2 separate regions of the Mus musculus genome follow, and region 1 is linked to region 2. Evidence: chromatin contacts called from public Hi-C data. All regions are on one chromosome and are shown on one strand. The core of a region is the stretch at or near the end of the contact, and the rest is flanking DNA. Distances in the headings are between cores, read along the strand shown. Region 1 overlaps Nek6 (NIMA (never in mitosis gene a)-related expressed kinase 6). Region 2 has its middle 30 kb from the start of Gm25081.

Evidence for each region. A called contact is a pair of places that touch in the nucleus more often than the background predicts.
Region 1: a contact with region 2 is called in a Hi-C map of bone marrow-derived macrophages, with 35 read pairs. The contact joins two enhancer-like sites. A contact is called at or near these places in 5 of 484 Hi-C or Micro-C datasets (bone marrow-derived macrophages, differentiating spermatogonia, neutrophils and 2 more), 2 of 115 datasets of contacts at active chromatin or transcription factors (the HPC-7 cell line and large pre-B cells) and 1 of 9 other capture datasets (adipose tissue).

Annotation. Positions count from the first base shown.
Region 1 is chr2:38,554,001-38,556,700 of GRCm38.p6, forward strand. The region is part of intron 2 of Nek6 (NIMA (never in mitosis gene a)-related expressed kinase 6); the gene reads left to right. Among named protein-coding and RNA genes, the nearest start is that of Gm35808, 22 kb to the left of the region's middle. Within about 2 kb of position 1,446, at least 8 of the 459 cell types and tissues checked have an H3K27ac peak or open chromatin away from gene starts, as enhancers often do. A contact at or near this core is called in bone marrow-derived macrophages, where this site is marked.
Region 2 is chr2:38,449,420-38,452,119 of GRCm38.p6, forward strand. No RefSeq gene overlaps it. Among named protein-coding and RNA genes, the nearest start is that of Gm25081, 30 kb to the right of the region's middle. Within about 2 kb of position 1,387, at least 16 of the 459 cell types and tissues checked have an H3K27ac peak or open chromatin away from gene starts, as enhancers often do. A contact at or near this core is called in bone marrow-derived macrophages, where this site is marked.

The DNA of each region.
Region 1 (2,700 bases), core at 196-2,695, 100 kb after region 2:
GGCCAGCAGTCAGGGACAGAATAGAGAGCATATTCATAGGCTCCAGGCCTGAGGGAGGGTAAAATGGGGGTGGGGGTGGGAAGCGGTGTACACCCGGAAGCGGCAACTGTAGGAGATGGAGGTGAGGAAGACCCTCCAGTCTTCTCCTTCCAGCCTTTGCCTGGCCTTGCTCTCAGCTGCAGCTCTCGCCTAGCTAGGGTACCGGGACCATCCCGTGGGGGGAGGGGGGGAGGGTACCGCAATTTGGATGTTTAATGCCAATCATGATGTCTCTGCGCTACAAGCAATTCCTGAGTGTGCCTGTGAGCTGATGGTCCATGAAGCCTATAGTAGGCGCCTCAGCTGGGATGATGGCAATCGGGCTGACAGTGCGGTCTCAGAGAAGGAGGAGCAGCCAGTGCTCCACTTCACAGGGAGGTGAAGTGCTGTCTTGCTCTTGAGGGCAGTAAGAAAGAAGGTCGGCTGTGGGTTTGAAATTGGCCACTCTGCCGAGCGGGGTTGGCCTTGCAAGGTGTCTGACAATGTGGACTCTTTGTAAATTGAGCCCTTTTGTGCAATGCATATTTAAAGCATTTCGCTTCGTAGAAACCCAGTCTCCTGTAAGTCCCCCATACACACGATGTCAGATGTCTTTAAAGGTGAAATTCGTTTACAGGAAATGTCATGCTGATGAAGTGTGCTTTTTAAAATCATAGAAACAGTTGCCTTAAAATTAATGATGCGTCACCAGTGTGAGGGAGACGAGGCCCATCCAGTGTAAAGATGATTAAAATTCAGGTCAGAAGTCTGACTTAGTCAGGCTAAATTTTTTAATGAGATTTCAGAAAATTAATTGGGCGAATGCATTTTTATCCTTCTAACGTGTAATTTTATGTTCCTGTTTAGGGAGTGAGCATAGGGGAGAAAAGGGTTTGTCGATGGCGAGGCATAGTGTGGTTCAAACATTTTAAACTCAAATTAGTGAGGGGGTACTGGGGGGGGCGGGTATTTCTGGCCTAATTTGATCTGACTTGGAAAAGAAAGCCTGGGTTTCTCAGGGTTTTCTGGGGTAGGATAAGTGTCCCAAGGGAGTCATCTCCCATTATCCCTTATATGTCCTGCTTGGGCCTCAGAAAACTAGTGACATTTCTAGGAAGGATGCATTTGGAGACAGTGAACATGGACTTCAGCTGTCTCTTTGACTCCTGCCCACCAGGCTGCTTCTGCTGTCTGTGGTCATGCTTATAGAGACTGCTCCCTCCTCCTCCCTCCCCTCTTCCCTCCTCCTCTTCCTCCTCCCCTCCTTCCTCTTCCTCTTCTTCCTCCTCCCCTCACCCCTCCTCTTCTTCCTTCTCCCCTCCTCCCTCTTCCTCTTCTTCGTCTTCCTCCTCCTCCTCCTCCTCCTCCTCTTCCTAGTCCACACCATCCTCCCTCTGCAGCACAGGCCTTCTCCTTGGGGCCACTGTGCTAGGAAGCAGTGGGTGTGGAATTGTTGCAGGGTCAGCAGCCTGCCTCTTCATAGCCCAGGTCAACACGCTGCCTCCTCTGCCTTTGAGGGACAGCTAAGGGCCTTCCCAAAGGAGCCAGGAATGACTTCCCATTGAGGCATCCATCCCTGCCCTCAATACAGCCCTAATGAACAGATGACAGGCTCAGGGTCACTTGGATGCGTGGCAAACTGGATCATGCCGAGGGTAACCTGGGTTGGGAAACAGGCCTGATGAGGCGCAACATACAGACCTAGTGTGGCGGGTAAGAAGACTCTACACCCTCCCTCTCTCCATGAGTTAAATCAGGGTCAGGACTCTGATGCTGAAGGGCCCTTGTGCGATGAGATGCCCAACACTTGAGCAGTGGCAGCCACAGGAGCACCCTGCCTAGCAGTTTTCTGGCACTCTCCCACCCCAGTGACCTGGACATGCCCCCAGTGCATAGCTTCACTACAGGAAACCTTTTCTCTAGTTGGGATGACTGGAGTGTGACAGGAAATGCAAATCTGGGTCATCCATATGCAGATGTGAGCTAGAACCTCTGCCTCAGTCACCCCACAACTACACCTCACATCCATTAGACTTTGGAGCCACTGGTGAACTGGGCAGTGTCGCCTCCTGGTTGGGCAGACTGTCAAGGGGTCTTCAGCCCACAGCTCATCCACCCATCCTAATGAGAAGAAGGCCTGTCTGTGTTCACAGTACAAGTAGCCTTAGTGATCACCCGACTCCATCCTTCACTGTACCAGGGGGATGCAAGAGAGGGGGCCTCACCCAGGACCACCATCAGCACAGCTCAGGGTCAGACAAAGAACTCAAGTCCCTGCTGTACTGGCCTAGACCCTCAGGAAGAGGCCTGCATAGGCTGTCAGGAGGCTTTCATAGCACCTCTCAAGTACCACACAATAGGTACTTACTGCACAACAGCACATTGTCACCTCCGAAGGTCTACTTCCATCCAAGGTCCCAGGAGCCACCTTGGTTCTTTGCAAGCATGACTTCAGCTGTGCTCCTGCAGTTGGCAATGCTTTGCTCCTACTGGAGCCTTGGAGGAGAAGCAGAGAGTGGGGGCTGGCTCTGCTGCACCCCACCAGCCCTCACTTTCCAGCATTGGGTCCCCACTTTGGTCTCTCTGAGGTGGCACCTATACCAACATGTCGGGTATGAATAGTGTTTGGGGAAGCTTGGCCTCTGAACCGCTTACTTGGTGGGTAGGTAGCATACTAGCCAC
Region 2 (2,700 bases), core at 137-2,636:
TCTTTACTCTAATTGACACTATTTCCATTCTTATCTCTTACTGTAGATATAGGTTGCCTGTAATTTCTTCTCCCTAAGCACTTATACTGTGTCTTTAGTGTGAAATGTATGGGTAATAAGTTTTCTGAATAGAAACATCATTAGGTCTCCTGAATGTTTGGATGATATTCTCACTAGGTAGATCACTCTGAGTTGACAGGTATTCCCCCTAATACCCCCTAATACTTTGAAAGAGATGACACTCGGGGCTCTGTCTTGTGTCATTTCTGCTGAGAAGTCTGTGGTCCTCATCTTTGTACCTCTATGTGTAAAATGGCTTTTATCTCTGGTTGCCTCTATGATTCAAGGTTTTCTTTTCATCTTTAATTGTGAGCAGTTTGAATATGACAGTTTTTGTGTGTTTTTATTTTTTGTGTGTACATGTGTGCTATTACACACCCAAGGAGAGTGCTGGGTGTCCTGCTTTATCCTGTCCACCTGACTCCCTTCAGACGGGGCCTTTCACTGAAACTAGAGCTAGACCAGCAGCCGGAAAGGCCCACTGACCCTCCTGTCACAGCCCACCCACACACAATACTAGCTTTACACTAATATCCAAGGTTGTCCCTTACATGTAGCATAAATGTGTATCCACATCCCAACATACAGAAGCATACATACACACATCCAGAGAATTTAAAAACTATGTTAGTTCAGACACAGTCAGAAGCAGGGGGGGTCTCTATGACTTTGAGGCCAGCTTGGTCTACAAAGTGAGTTCTAGGCTAGCCAGGGCTACACATTAAGTCTATCTTGAAAATAAGTTTGTGAGGGCCAGTGAGATGATCCAGTGTGTAAAGCCACTGCTGCCAAGCCTGAAGACCCTCAGGACAGAAGGAGAGAACACGCTTCTTAATGTGGGGGCTGGAGATTAAAACTCAGATTCTTACATCCAGACTGCAAGCACTCAGTGACCATTTCCCCAACCCTACTCTCTCTCCTCTCTCCTTCCCTCTCTCCCTACCCCTTCCCCTCCCCTTCTCCCCTCCTCTCTTCTCCTCTCCTCTCTCCTACTCTTTTTCTCTCTAGCCTTCTCTCTCTCTCTCTCTCTCTCTCTCTCTCTCTCTCTCACTCTTCCCCCCTTCTCCTCTCCCCTTCCCTTCCTTCCTTTCAGTATTTTTCTTTGCTGTCATCTGAGCTCCTTGGATCGATGATTTCTTCTTTCTTGTCTTTTATTCATTTGGAGGCAATTCCCAGCCATTATCTCTTCAAGTGCTTCTTGCAGCTCTTTTCTTCTTTCTCTTATATTTCTGGGAATCTGACTCATGACTGTTAGGCCATGTGATACTGTCCCACAGCTGCGGGTCTCAGTCCTTTTAGCCTCTCCCTGGAACATTCAGTGAGCTTACAAGGCTTTAACTCCACTTCCACATCTGAACTTTGTGGTGGCATGGCCATATATTTTCCTTTTACAGATGTTCCAACCCCCACACTACATGTATAATGTTGTTGTTCCAGACAAATTAAACATACTGTCCAGTTTCCTGCATTCTACTGCATAGTCCCAAGCACCCAGCTAGGACCATTTTCCAGATTGAGGGACTGTTGTGTTGTTTCAGACAGGGTCTCTGCAGCTCTGGCTGTCCTGGAACTCACTACACAAACCAAGCTGGCCTTGAACTCACAGAGATCACAGATCTGCTTCCCTTCCAAGTGCTGAGATTAAAGGTGTGCCTTCACTACCATGCCTGGCAAGGAAGTATAGCTGAAAGACTGCTGACAATGAAACTTTTCAACTTGTATCTATTTCCTGTTTTGTTGTTTGTTTTGAGAAACGATTTCTCTGTGTAGCCCCAGCTGTCTTAGAACTTGCTCTGTAGACTAGGTTGGCCTCAAACTCACAGAGCTCCTCCCACGTCTGCCTCCTGAGTGCTGGGATTAAAAGTGTGTGTCACCCCAGCTTGCCCCTGAAATGCTGTCACTTTGATTTAAGTTTTGAAGGGTATTTTTGCCTTGTGTGGCACTCTAGCTCGTCAGGCTGGTTTAGAATTCTCATTGCTCTATCTTCTGGTTTTGGAGGTTTCCACTAAAAAGTCCTCTAACTGCCGTTCTGAGCAAGTGCTCCACCCTGAAGTTTAATGAAGCTCCTGTCTTGAGGTACTCTCTTCAACAGTTTTGAAAAAAAAAAAAAGAAAAAACAACCCAAAAGCAATAACAACAACAAAAACCCTCAGCCCTTGTCTTTGGATGCTAGTGTGTGTGTGTATATATGTGTGTGTGTGTGTATGTGTGTGTGTGTGTGTGTGTGTGTGTGTGTGTGTATGTGTGTGTGTATGTGTGTGTGTGTGTGTGTGTGTGTGTGTGTGTGTGTGTGTAGGCCAGAAAGCACTATCACGTGCCTCTTGACACCCCCACCTTATTTTTTGAGAGAAGGTCTCAAGGCATCCCATAGCTCATAATTTCCGGTTCACTCTCATACCTGGCTCTTTGCATGGTGTTGTGAATCCAAGCTCCTGCCAGGCACTTTACTGATGAAACTGTAAGACCCCCCCCCCCCATGCTGGGCTTCCGCTCAAGTCCCAGGATGAGCTGGCCAACACCCCAACATCTTGAGAGAAAACCACACCTGATGCAAGCTGTAAGAGGTTTTATTATCAGCTAGCTGAGGAGGAACCCCTCGCGCCTTGCAGAGCAAGGGAGTTCGACCCCCGAGCGGTGACA